Linked DNA regions of Pan troglodytes: region 1 is linked to region 2. A link is a contact called in public Hi-C data. All regions are on one chromosome and are shown on one strand. The core of a region is the stretch at or near the end of the contact, and the rest is flanking DNA. Distances in the headings are between cores, read along the strand shown. Region 1 holds the start of NDUFAF4 (NADH:ubiquinone oxidoreductase complex assembly factor 4). Region 2 overlaps FHL5 (four and a half LIM domains 5).

What was found. A called contact is a pair of places that touch in the nucleus more often than the background predicts.
Region 1: a contact with region 2 is called in a Hi-C map of a lymphoblastoid cell line, with 2.7 times the contacts expected there. The contact joins the promoter of NDUFAF4 here to the enhancer-like site in region 2. A contact is called at or near these places in 2 of 7 Hi-C or Micro-C datasets (a lymphoblastoid cell line and stem cell-derived neural progenitor cells) and 1 of 1 datasets of contacts at active chromatin or transcription factors (stem cell-derived excitatory neurons).

What each region holds. Positions count from the first base shown.
Region 1 is chr5:108,835,219-108,841,394 of NHGRI_mPanTro3-v2.0_pri, reverse strand. It overlaps NDUFAF4 (NADH:ubiquinone oxidoreductase complex assembly factor 4), which reads left to right and starts at 4,853. Exons shown (of 3, transcript XM_001135738.6): 1 at 4,853-5,100; 2 at 5,920-6,023. The coding sequence starts at 4,965. KLHL32 (kelch like family member 32) reads right to left here and starts at 4,683. Exons shown (of 8, transcript XM_016956028.4): 1 at 2,610-4,683; 2 at 2,352-2,440.
Region 2 is chr5:108,549,877-108,556,347 of NHGRI_mPanTro3-v2.0_pri, reverse strand. It overlaps FHL5 (four and a half LIM domains 5), which reads right to left. Exons shown (of 6, transcript NM_001246370.1): 5 at 5,854-6,040; 6 at 68-1,028. The coding sequence ends at 865. Among named protein-coding and RNA genes, the nearest start is that of FHL5, 51 kb to the right of the region's middle. Within about 2 kb of position 4,782, at least 1 of the 24 cell types and tissues checked has an H3K27ac peak or open chromatin away from gene starts, as enhancers often do. A contact at or near this core is called in a lymphoblastoid cell line, where this site is marked.

The sequences.
Region 1 (6,176 bases), core at 3,604-6,103, 280 kb before region 2:
ATTAAAGACTGAAATGTAAAACCCAAAACTATGAAAACCCTAGAAGAAAACCTAGGCAATACCATTCAGGACATAGGCATGGCAAAGCTTTCATGACGAAGACACCAAAAGCAATTGCAACAAAAACAAAAATTGGCAAATGGGATCTAATTAAACTAAAGAGCTCTGCACACAAAAGAAACTATCAACAGAGTAAACAGACAACCTACAGAATGGGAGAAAATTTTTGCAATCCATGCATCTGACAAAGGTCCAATATCCAACACCTATAAACAAATTTACAAGAAACAAACAAATAATCCAATTAAAAAGTATGCAAAGAACATGCCTAGACACTTCTCAAAATAAAACATACATGCAGCCAACAAACATATGAAAAAAAGCTCAATATCACTGATCCTTAGAGAAATGCAAATCAAAACCACAATGAGATAGCATCCCACACTAGTCAGAATGGCTATTATTAAAATGTCAGAAAAAAAAAAAACAAAAACAGATGCTGGCAAGGTTGTGGAGAAAAAGGAACACTTTTACACTATTGGTGGGAGTGTAAATTAGTTCAACCATTGTGGAAGATAGTGTGGCAATTCCCCAGAAACCTAGAGGCAGAAATACTATCCAAGCCCACAATCCCATTACTGGGTATATACTCAAAGGAATATAAATTGTTCTACTATTAATAAAAAGACATATGCACATGTATGTTCATTGCAGCACTATTCACAATAGCAAAGACATGGAATCAACCTAACTGTCCATCAATGATAGACTGGATAAAATGTGGTACATATACACCATGGAATACTATGAAGCCATAAAAAGGAACAAGATCATGTCTTTTGCAGGGACATGGATGGAGCTGGAGGCCATTATCTTTAGCAAACTAACACAGGAACAGAAAACCAAATACTGCATGTTCTCACTTACAAGTGGGAGCTAAATGATGAGAACACATACACACATGGAGGGGGAACAAGAAACACTGGAGCCTGTTGGAGGTCGGAGGGTGGGAGGAGGGAGAGAATCAGGAAGAAGAGCTAATGGATACTGGGCTTAATACCTGGGTGATGGGATGATCTGTGCAGCAAACCGTCATCTAAAGTTGATGACTGTAGTGAACAAAACAGTAAGCCTTCCAAAAATGTCTCTTAATCCCCGAACCTGCAAATGCTACCTTACATAGCAAAATGCACTTTACAAATGTGACTAAATCAAGGATCTTCAGATGGAGAGATTATCCTGGATTGTCCACGCAGGTCCAATGTAATCATAACGGTGTTACAATGGAAAGAGGGAGGTAGGAAAGTCACAGAGAAGGAAACGTGACAATGAAGTGATGCAACTGCTGGCTGCCAAGAAATGTGGGAAGTCTCTAGAAGAAACCCTTCCCCATTAAAAAAAAAAAAAAAAAAAAAAAAAAAAAAAGGCATCCAGGAGGAATATATCTCTGCTGACACCTTGATTTTATCCTTAAAAAACTCATTTTGGACTTCTGACCTCCAGAACTGTAAGATAATAAATTGTTTTGTTTTAAACCATTTGCGGTAATTTGCTAGCAGCAATAGGAAATGAATACAAATGAATACAATGACAAAAGTCATGAGTGCAGTAACCACAAAGCAGGCATCTGGGCATAATTGCTGGTTGATCATTCTAATCTCTAATCTGAGACCCAGTGTTCCTCAATATGAATACTGGATCTGCACAAAGCCTAGTTTGTTTTGGTTTTGAGTTTGTGGCACTACCCCCCGCTCCCAGTATTCTAGGTTTTACAGACCCAAAACACTGCATCACTATGAAATTGGCCAAACTTGGGAACCTTGTAAATTACTGTAGTTGGACTCCTACAGATTCTCTGGTTTCTAATCTGGAATCCAGGCCCTGGAGAGGTTCTCTCTGCCTGAACACCAGAACCTCTGCCAGAATAAGTCATTCCTCCATAAATCTGTTGTGCTCCTCACTAGTGGTTGAGATTTGATTGATGAAACCTCTGAGGGCTGTCCTGGGCCCCTTGAGCCAACTGTCACCTGGGTTTAGCTACTGTAATCCTTTGGAGAACGCAGAATGCTGTTGAATTATGTTCAAAAGAAGGAGTACCCAATGGTAAAAGTCTAGGCAGAGAGAAAGACATAAGGGCAGAGGGAAACAAAGTGGGGACTATTTCTGTGGCCAATGTCAGGCACAGGCAGGTGGCATTTTATGCCCCAGAGCTAATGATTCCCACCCATATTCCAACCTTAATAAATCTAACAATGCCACCACGTGTGCTGAGCACATTAATCAGCAAATAAAAATCAAATTTAGCATTTTTATTTTTTAAAAATTAAATTATTGAAGAACATGAGTCTTACTGTAATCTCAAATTTTTTTTATCACTTTCATTCACCTATTCACCAGAGCTTCAGAATATGTGTCCTTTTTTAAACTGCTCCCTTCTCCTCTGAAAAATGAAAAACAATGCAAATATTGAACATCAGATTCTGAGCTGGGCATTGTACTAGACACATATTTTTAATCTGTGTAAAACCCCTTAGGTGATTACTATTATCTCAATTTTAAGATGAGCAAAGTGTGTTCAACCACATTAAGTTACTTGCATAAGGACTCACTTCTGGAAGCAGGGCTAGTGTTCAGGCAGAGAGAACTTGTCTGGGGTCTGGACTCCAGCTCAGGGATCCTACTTGTCTTTCAGTTCATTTGACCTTTATTTGATAATTGTTTAGTACCTACTGTGTACTAGCTCTGTTCAATGTGTTGGATACAGCAGTGAACAAAACAGACAAAAGTTCTGTCCTCATAATTTAAATTCTAGTTGTTGTCAAGACCCTGGGTTTATTAGTATCTTAAGATATTCAGCCATACACATGCATCATAATACTCCACTCAGATGGAAGCTTCATTCTAAGCAGCATCCTAGTTATACTTTCCTTGGGGATCTGACTTCAATCCTTAACATAAGCCCAATAGGAGTTCTTAAGTTCAGAGTTCCTGTTAATTTATATGTTTTGACAAGAAGAGCTGGAATTATGCATTTATGGTTCAGGTTTTATTTCCATGATTCCCAAAGGGTGACAGCCAATTGTGAGTTTCTGATGGAGTGCATCTGCCTTCTGTTTTGCAATTTGAGGGCCTGAGCAGCACTGGGCCAGGATCAGGCAAAGCAGCTGACACATGCTGGAAGCTCTTTCAATGTTGAATCCAAGCTCTATTGGAATGTGTGAATTCAAATAATTATTTCATATTGTAATCCCTACTGTCCTGACAGTCACTTCTAACATTACTTTTTCATACTGCCCGAAGTTCGGTGGAATTTCTATGAAAATGAGATTTTCACTTTTAAAATATTTTAACAGGCAGTGAGTCGAATTGCTACCATGATTAAAGCACATAGACATAATGAGGCAGATTAAAATTTCTTAGCACCCGTAGAAATAGAAATACCGTGCCTAAAAAGCCCTGAATCACAAGCATGCTTAAAAGTATCAAAGATAGAAATCTTGGAGCAGCCTGCCATCTTCAGGATAACTTCCCAGTTAATGCTATCTGAGATCACTGATTTCAGCTTCCATAAATTCCAAATACCAATCCCTGTAAAAATGTTCAGTATAATTAAATAAAGGGCATTTAAATTAGAGTGGCTGAAGCCATCTTCCTTGCAGTGCTTTTGCTCTGATTAAGCATTATATTTAATGATTATATTAGTTTTCTTTTTAAAAAACTTTCCCTTTCTTCATTTTGGTTCTTTGATTCTTGTTTTATTATTATTATTCTATTCGATTATCTTTACATCAATATTTTCTTACTTTAAGCTGGTTAAAAACATCCACTCTACTTCATTTTGCTAAGCAGAGATCAGAACACTAAAAATAGATTTTGCAGCCACAGTAAGAGAAATACTGTAACCTCCTTCCTACTGCTTCCTTCCTGATGGGTTTTATTTTAGATTAATAACAATATTTCTAAAGGGTCTTAAATAAAAGCAGCACTACAGTAACCCATTCAGGAAATGGAGAGAGACGGAGAAGGTGAATGTAACACTCGTTTTTTTGTTTGTTTGTTTGTTTGTTTTTTCTGACGTCTTATTGTCTGTTCCTTTCATTAAATTACACAGAGGCTTAAAAAGAATGAAGAAGGCAAGAGAGAAGAGAAATAGGAGAGGGAATGACTCAGCATTTAGTAGCATGGAGAAGTAAATTAGTAGCAAAAATAAGATAAGGGAAAGTATAACTAAAATCGATACCATTAGGTCAAATGAGAACGGGATGTAAAAAATAATGGAAAAAGAATACAGTGGCTTGAAAATGCATCAGGCGGGGGGACAGGAAAATAAGAGGCATTTAAATGAGAGCGGCTGAGAACAAATACTCATCGACAAGGAACATCCTTTCATTATTTTCCTTTCACAAAAGCAGGAAAGGGCAACTTGAGAGCCCAGTTTGACCCTGGTTCAGTAAGTTCCATTTTTATCGGCTAACTCTTTGGTGGCATTGCCCTGTGAAACAACTTCAAGGTCAACTTCCTTACGACTTTGATTTTCAACTCTTCACTGAAACTTTGGAATCACGTGGAGTCTTATCCAATGCTGGGCCTCACTCCACAAGAATTAAATCAGAAAGTCTGGGGTAGGGCCCGGCACAGAACTTTACAGAGCTTCCCGGGTGACTCCCTCGGAGTTCCAGCGTTAAAAGCAACCGTGGGTCTGGGGACTTAAGCCCCGCCACCTCCCGCCGGAAGCGGCCCCCGTGGGAGCAGTCACTCGCCCCGAAGGGAGGGGCTCCCTTTTAAATGCCCTGGGCAGAGAAGCGGTGTGTGGCCTCCCGAGCGCTAGGGGGCGACGGGCACGCATTTAAGCGCCCGCGGCGGGGCTTCCCCTGACTTGTGCGCATGCTCTTGGTGTCCCGGAGTTGTCCTGCGCCGGTGTTCCCACGTGCGGCCTGAACCTGAGCGCATAATGTTATGAGGAGATGGGAGCACTAGTGATTCGCGGTATCAGGAATTTCAACCTAGAGAACCGAGCGGAACGGGAAATCAGCAAGATGAAGCCCTCTGTCGCTCCCAGACACCCCTCTACCAACAGCCTCCTGCGAGAGCAGATTAGTCGTGAGTGGTGCGAGGGCGTTTCGGGGCCCGGGGGCGCGGAGTCCCTGTGCTGCCCGGCTGTCCCTAGCGTGGGTCCGGAGGCCGAGGGATCGGCGTCAGCCTGCTCGGCCGCAGCCGCTCGGGTTGGCGGAGCGTTGGAAGGGGGAGCCGCCAGGCCGGTGACATTGAGACTGTCCTCCGCGCCCGCGGTGAGGTCGGCGGCCCCGCCTACTTCCGAGACCCAGAGGCAGCGGCCAGTGCTCCCGCTAACCAGGCCCTCGCCGGCTGCTGTCACGGACTTGATACAGGGAATCAAAATCCGAGAGGGTCACAGAGCTTTCTCTAGGGGTCTTCACTGGACGATGGACGCAGAGCCTGACCTGGAATTTTGATTTCCATCTAAAGTATTTTCCTAACAGTCCAAATGATTATGTTTATTTTTTAAAAAAATTAAAGTGGTTAGGCCGGGCGCGGTAGCTCAAGCCTGTAATCTCAGCACTTTGGGAGGCCGAGGCGGGCAGATCACCTGAGGTCAGGAGTTCGAGACCAGCCTGGCCAACATGGCAAAACCCCGTCTCTACAAACAATGCAAAAATTAGCCGGGCGTGGTGGCGCGCCTGTAGCCTCAGCTTGTCGGGAGGCTGAGGTGGGAGAATCTCTCGAACCCCGGAGGCGGAGGTTGCAGGGAGCCGAGATCGCGCGACTGCACTCCAGTCTGGGCGACAGAGCGAGACTCCGACTCAAAAAAGAAAAGAAAAGAAAGCGTTTGTGTTAAGCGTTTAGGATATTACAGGAAATTTTCCTTGATTTTAATATTGTGACTTTTTTTCCTTTCCTTAGTCTATCCAGAAGTTAAAGGAGAGATTGCTTGTAAAGATGAAAAGCTGCTGTCGTTTCTAAAAGATGTGTATGTTGATTCCAAAGATCCTGTGTCTTCCTTGCAGGTAAATGTATGTTTAATTAAGTGAATACACAATTTACTTATTTTGGGGCTTCAGGAAAATGATTAAGTGTGGCAAGTCGTAAAAAAAGTGCTCTGCAAGTGTGTGTTGTGATCATTCTACGGGCCTTGGCAAAGTTTAAGCACAGTGGTGTAA
Region 2 (6,471 bases), core at 3,533-6,032:
AGATTTAATGATCTATTTATTTTAAAGGTTTGCCTTTAGGGACAAAGATTATCCTGGTTAGCTCCACTTGAAAGAATAGACTTTTATTTCATGGAATCTGTAAGCGTTTAGAAAAATCACTGTGGACTTTGAAAATACATTTAATACAAAACGTGTTGAAACCCATGCTTTGGCTATCCCTAGGTAGAAATGATCCTCTTTATACCTATGCAGATTATGAGAGCCATAATGTCCTCAGTTCTCATATTCCATTGAGTAAACACAGAACTAGCAAGCTGTGGAAGCAGTGTGTATGAGGGAAAATTGTAGCTTTGTTTTTTAATTCTACAGTCAGTATGTGTGGAAAAAAAGGATGATTTTTAAATGATAACAATTCTTAAATGTGATAATTGCTAATGAATTTACTCTGATCAGTTTTGTTCTTTTACCATTCATAGCTAATTTATCACATTACATATAACCAGGAATGCAAACACTAGCCTCATGTATACCTCTCAGTTTGATCTCTTAGTTTTTCTTTTACTCTTCAGGTATGAAAAACCTCATTCTTCAGTAATTACATCCACAGCTCCTAGGTATATGTCATATATTTGATTATGAAGAGATATTTTCCTATGTTTCTAACAGCAGAGTGCAGTATTTTGCAAGGAGAGTTGTCTTTGTGATTTAGCATATATTCATTTCTGTTCTACTGTGCTTTTTGTGCGCTTAGAATATAGTTCGATCAAAATGTGTGCAAAAACTTTTCCACTCTAAACTACATTAATATTTTCTAAAACTTAAGTCAAAAATAAGACCGCAACTGAGTTCTGGCTTTAGTGACAACGAAGGCAAAGTGGATTTTAGGTGGGAAAGGACTGTCTCCTAGATGTCAGTGTCCATTCCGGAGCCACATTTTTGGCAGAAGATTTCCTTGTTCTGGGTCAGGAAGCCTTTACCCACCAAGGAGACAGAGCACTTCCCGCAGTTAAAGCATTCGCTATGCCACTGGCTGTCTTGAAAGCAGATAAACTTGGCACCTGTGAGACCTGTAAAGGAATTGGAGAAAAAGATTAATCTATCCTTTCAAGGAATAGATTGAGCATTCTAGCAGATGCTCCTCTAGGAACTGGAGATAGAGCTATGAGCAAAACAACGCAGAGGCAAATAACCCAAAAAAGAATGCTGCTTCCTGGCCCTGTGTCCATCTGGAAGTATCCGCTGTAGGAAAGTTACACCTATGCCACCCAACCAGATTCACAGCCAAATTCTGCCATAATCAACCCGAAGAAGGCAGAATGCTGATATGCAAGTCAGGTATTTTTGGAAACAGATAAGGTTGTCTAAGCCAGATAAGACAATACAGTGTAGCATAGTGGAAAGAAGGTATAGGTTGTGAAGTCAGAGATATCTAAGTATGAATACATTTCCCCTTTTTCTCTATATGACTTTAAGTTTTCTCAGCTGCAAAATGAAGATAAAATGAAATAAATGTATGCTTCCTAGTTTGATGTCCAATGTTGTAATGACTTTTAGTTTTCTTCTTTCCCCTCATTTTTCTGAGCTTAGTTGTACTTAGAATACATCCTGGGGTTATACGGTTTGGGACACTATTTCTAGAGCCCAAATAGAGGATTTTGTCTAATCGTTCAGCTCTCCTAATGTGATGGCCTTATTACCTTGCTCAGAGCCAACTTCAGCTTTTGTTGAATCTGGCCAATGAAGCCACGTTATCCCGTGATTGGTTTCTAAGAGCTTTGTCAGCCTCCTCCACTTTAACTTGGGCCTCACTTGAACCATACTGTTTCTTTAAAAAGTAGTCGAATTTGAATCTTCGGTGAGGGTCTGATCTCTGTCTCCTTAATGTGATTCCAGGGTATAGTTCAAGAAATTGATTTTGAGAAGTTACATAAAAGGAGAAAATGTTAGGGTTTGGGAAGAGGTTGAGATGCCCTAGGCTTGGGTCTTTATTTATTTCGTGTTTTCTCCCAGTAATCTTAGTGCTATTATTTGCTTATCATCCATGGAGTGAGGCTAAAAGAGTTATGTAATTCATATGTGATTTCCAAATACTCCATTTGGAATGGTGAAGTGAAAGGGTGAATAGCATTCTATTTCAGATACATTCTTCTTAAATAGGATAATGATCTTTTGTTTCCATCCTAACAAACTTATTTGATGTCTTCATATATAATTTAGTAGTCATAGAGAAATTTGCATCAAATTTCTCTACTTTCCTTGGTTAAATTTATAGCTTGCTTATCTATGATGCTATCAACATTACTTCCTAATAAATGTAAATTAATTATGTACTACTTAATTCCCTTAATGTTATTCAAAACATTAATAAGCTGACTGCAAGAGTAATGTTCTGTATATACATAAATTATGCTGTTCATAAAACTAATTATTACATGTCTAGCATTTTGAAGCTCATGAGTTTTTCTTAATTTTATTAGTAAGCCTTGTACAAGTGGCAAATATAAAAGCAATTCTTCCAGAATTTTACAAATAAGAAAAAGTAGAAGCATCTGGCAACTTTAAGAAAGGGCTGAACCAACATGTGAGATGTATGTAAACTGTTCCAAAAGGGATATGTTTACTCCCTTAGGTCATGAGGGTTATTTGCAGTAAGAAAGCCATTCATGAAGCAGGTCTCCGACACCTGTTTTATCTGGTTTCATAGGTTTCTGACAAGTCAGTAGAATAAGAGCTGGCATTTGTTGAGTGCTTGAATGTGTGCCAATCACTATTCTAAGTCCTTTATGTGTGTTACCTTATACAGCCCTCACCTTACCTTCATGGGGTTAGATATTAGCATCAGCCCCACTTTGCAGACAAAAACTGAGAAATGAGAAGTTTAACCGCTTGCCCCAGGTCACCCAGCTAGTAAGCAGCAGATCTAAGATTTAAGCACAGGCCAGGGCCATCTGTCTTTAGAGTCTCTGCTTTTAACCTCATGAAACTAAGTTTGAGTTTATCTTTGGTAAAGAATATGATCAGGAACATCAGCATCACTCTCTGAATAAGCCACAACATTTGAAATTCCTTTTCCTTGAAATAAACAGAGATGGAAGAAAGCCAACCTGCTCAACTGCTTGTTTTATAAATAAGGCAAATGAAGGCCCCCCACCCCTGAGGTGAGTTAGTCACCCATGGTGACACAGCAGTGGGGGCAGGGAGGACCAAGTCTTTTGCTCCTCAGTCCAGAGCACTTTTCACTGCATCAAGCAGCTTCATTTATCCCTGATAGTTTACGAGGTTAATCCTATCTCAAAGGAGGAGAAAATATGGTAGCTCTATCTGGAGTTTGTTCAAATGAAGCAGTTCAATGTGATGGGTTTTAAAAATTACACTTGGTGATTTATAGGTAGATTTCTCAGAGCTTTTTAAAAAAATAATTGATTAATCTTAATTGACAAACAAAAATTGTACATATATTATATAACATGTTTTTGTATATGTATACATTGTGGAATGGCTAAATCAAGGCAATTAACATATCTATTACCTTATCATATACTTTTTTGTGTGTGTGGTGAGAACATTTAAAAATCTATTCTCTTAGCAATTTTCAAGTATATAATACGTAGTTGTTAACTATAGTCACTATGTTGTACAATAGATCTTGAAATTATTTCCCCTGTTTAACTGAAATTGTGTATCCTTTGACCAAGAATACCTAGCTTTTAAAGTGACATAATAATCAGATGAATGCCAATTTTCCGAAGACATGTGACAATATCAGAATTCCCAATGGTACATCAGTTCAAATAGCTCAATTTTAAAGAAGCAGTACTTCAGGGCCTATAGATATTTAACAATGAGATGAAGAAATATTAAAGTGAGTTGCAAGTTTTTGCAGGCATTTCAGCCTCTGGTGTCTCAATCACAAAGTTAAAAAAAGATTAAAATAGTTATTAGACATTTCCTGTGGACTGATGAGTCTAAATTAAATATATAATATTGCATTTAGATTACTTTTGGGTCAGATTATTTGCTTTTGATCATCCTCATGTTTTTGTGCAGAACAACGTTGTTTTTCCATCTCAACTTTAAAAAGCTGGGCCCAGTGATTGATCTGGAACAATCTATGAAAAAAATCACTTAGGCACACGAATCTGTGATATACCAGAATTGAAACTCAAGTTCAGGGCTTGTGTAGGCTTTTTGAAGATCAGTATTAGCCATCTGGATCTCCAGAGAATTTTGAAACTTATTTTGAGTTGTTAATTTCCTTATTTTGTCATTGAAGTCCCCCTTTTTTTTTCTGTCCCAATTCAAGAAAAGTGTTGTTATAAAATAAATGGACTGTGATTGCAGATTTTACTTGGGAGATTCTGGAGCTCCAGGTATTGTTGGATATCTGAAAGTCCCATTTTCTAACTAAAATCAGTGGAGATCTCTTGGCTATAGGAATTGTCAAATTTGTAGAAGGCAGGAGAGCAGGGTAATTAAAAGCATGGACCCTGGAGCCCAGTGGTGTGGGATTGCTAAGGCAAGTTCTTGCAAGGGCCAGGGAGGTGATCTAGCTGAGTGATGCAGACAGGGTGCAAGGGACAGAGAGGGCATGCCCCATGCAACTGGACAGCCACTAGTTCCATATGATGGTGACCCTGCTGGGGAATGTGGAAGCAGTCTGCTCACCCAATGGCAGGCTCTTCCTCTACTTTTAGCTGCAGAGATGGATTTTACATTAGTTATTTCCAAACATGTTGAGGCCAAACATCAACAGCCTGCTGGCCAGATGTAGCCCGTGAGCCAGTGTGAGATCCTGACACAGATGGTGCTCCATATAGACAAATAAGACCATGCTGTTTTTTTCTGGTGACACCCTCCCTCCCCTTGCAAGTCAGTGAAAGCCTGCCAAGGTGGGGTTTGCTGTGAAACTTTTTCTTTTGGTTGGAAAGTGCATGAAGACTCAACTTTAATTTTGCTACATATTTGAAGATGAAGAAGGAGGAAAGGGATAAAATGATCTTTAATTCTATGGTATATGAACAACTGAAAATTGAAATATGATCTAAGAATACTAGGAATAGAAAGTAGATATACAGTTCTGACACATTATTAAGTGACTGTAAATTGCCAGAAAGAATAGCTGCTGAGTTTCTCAAGTGTCATGCTAGTTTCAGTTCCTTTATTATAGGATTAGCATTTTAAAAGTGTCTCTGAGGAAAAGATGTATTTCTTTTTACCTTGAAAACTTCTTTAACATGCATCGATTTATCATTACGTTATTTTCAAATCATGTCACTTTTTTTTCAGTAAAATGCTATCTTGTTTTCTTTCATCTACTCATAAACACACTTCATAATTGCAAGTGAATAGAGAAAAGAGAGTAATACATTTGTTAGAAGCATCTTAAAATGAAGTTTAATTAATTACTGACCTATGCTACCTTAATTATTACAGCTTCAGATGTTCTATACAATAGTGGAATTTAATTAAAACCTTCCTAACTAAAGGATGCTTGGTCCTATTTTAGAATTAAGCAGGATTTTGATTTATCAGTACTCTTCTCCTCCCACTCAAACCTTAATGAGGCTGCAAGCAGATCTCCTTGTGAAGGCCTGCGCTAACCTCTCAGCTCATCCTGTTCTCCTCCTTCCTTGAATGTTAGAGTCAGTACCATTAGGTTTAGTATGTAGTTACCTTCACAGAGTATAGGCACCCAAATTATACTCTTGTACTTTCCTTGAGGAATCCATGTAATATTTATACTCATATATATGCACCCACTTGTGTTTATCTCCAAAGGAAATATAAAGGAAAGCTTCCCATTTTTTAATTGCATTTCCTAAATTAACTAGATAGTATTTCATAAAGTCATAACTGTCTCATGGCATGATCATATTGAACTGAAGAACTCACCACTAATGGGTTTGGAACAGGCTACACACTTGTTGGCATAAAGATGGTTGTAGCAGTCCACACAGAATGGATAGTCGTCTCTGGACATGAACTGTTCTTCACAGAGATCTTTCCTACAGCCACTACACAGAAAACACTCTTTATGCCATAACTGGTCACAAAATGTTATCCCACCTGAAGTTATCACCTGCCAAAGACCACAGAAAAGGCAATGACCATGGGAGTCATTACAATTCAGATCATTTCATGATTCTTTTGAGATCCTAGTATCTCTGGGGAGAAAAGGAAGCAAAAAGAAAAAAAAAAGATCATTTCATGTCTTCTATGCCACAACTGGTGCTTTTGGCTACTCTATTTTCACCTTATGTTAGGATGTTCTTTTCCTCAAAAACTCATTAAAAAATTAATAATATGAGAAGCCAAAGGCTATAGGAATTAATTAGAAGTAGAAAGAAATGAAAATTATTGTATGTTTTTCTCCTACAATGAAATAGAACAGAGGCAGGGCCATATTGGACTCAGGAAGATGGGGGAGAAAAACCACACAGGTTCTTTTTTCACTTCCTCATACTTCTCTGAATTTTCTTAATTTTGGTTTTTAAAGATCTGCCGTTAGAG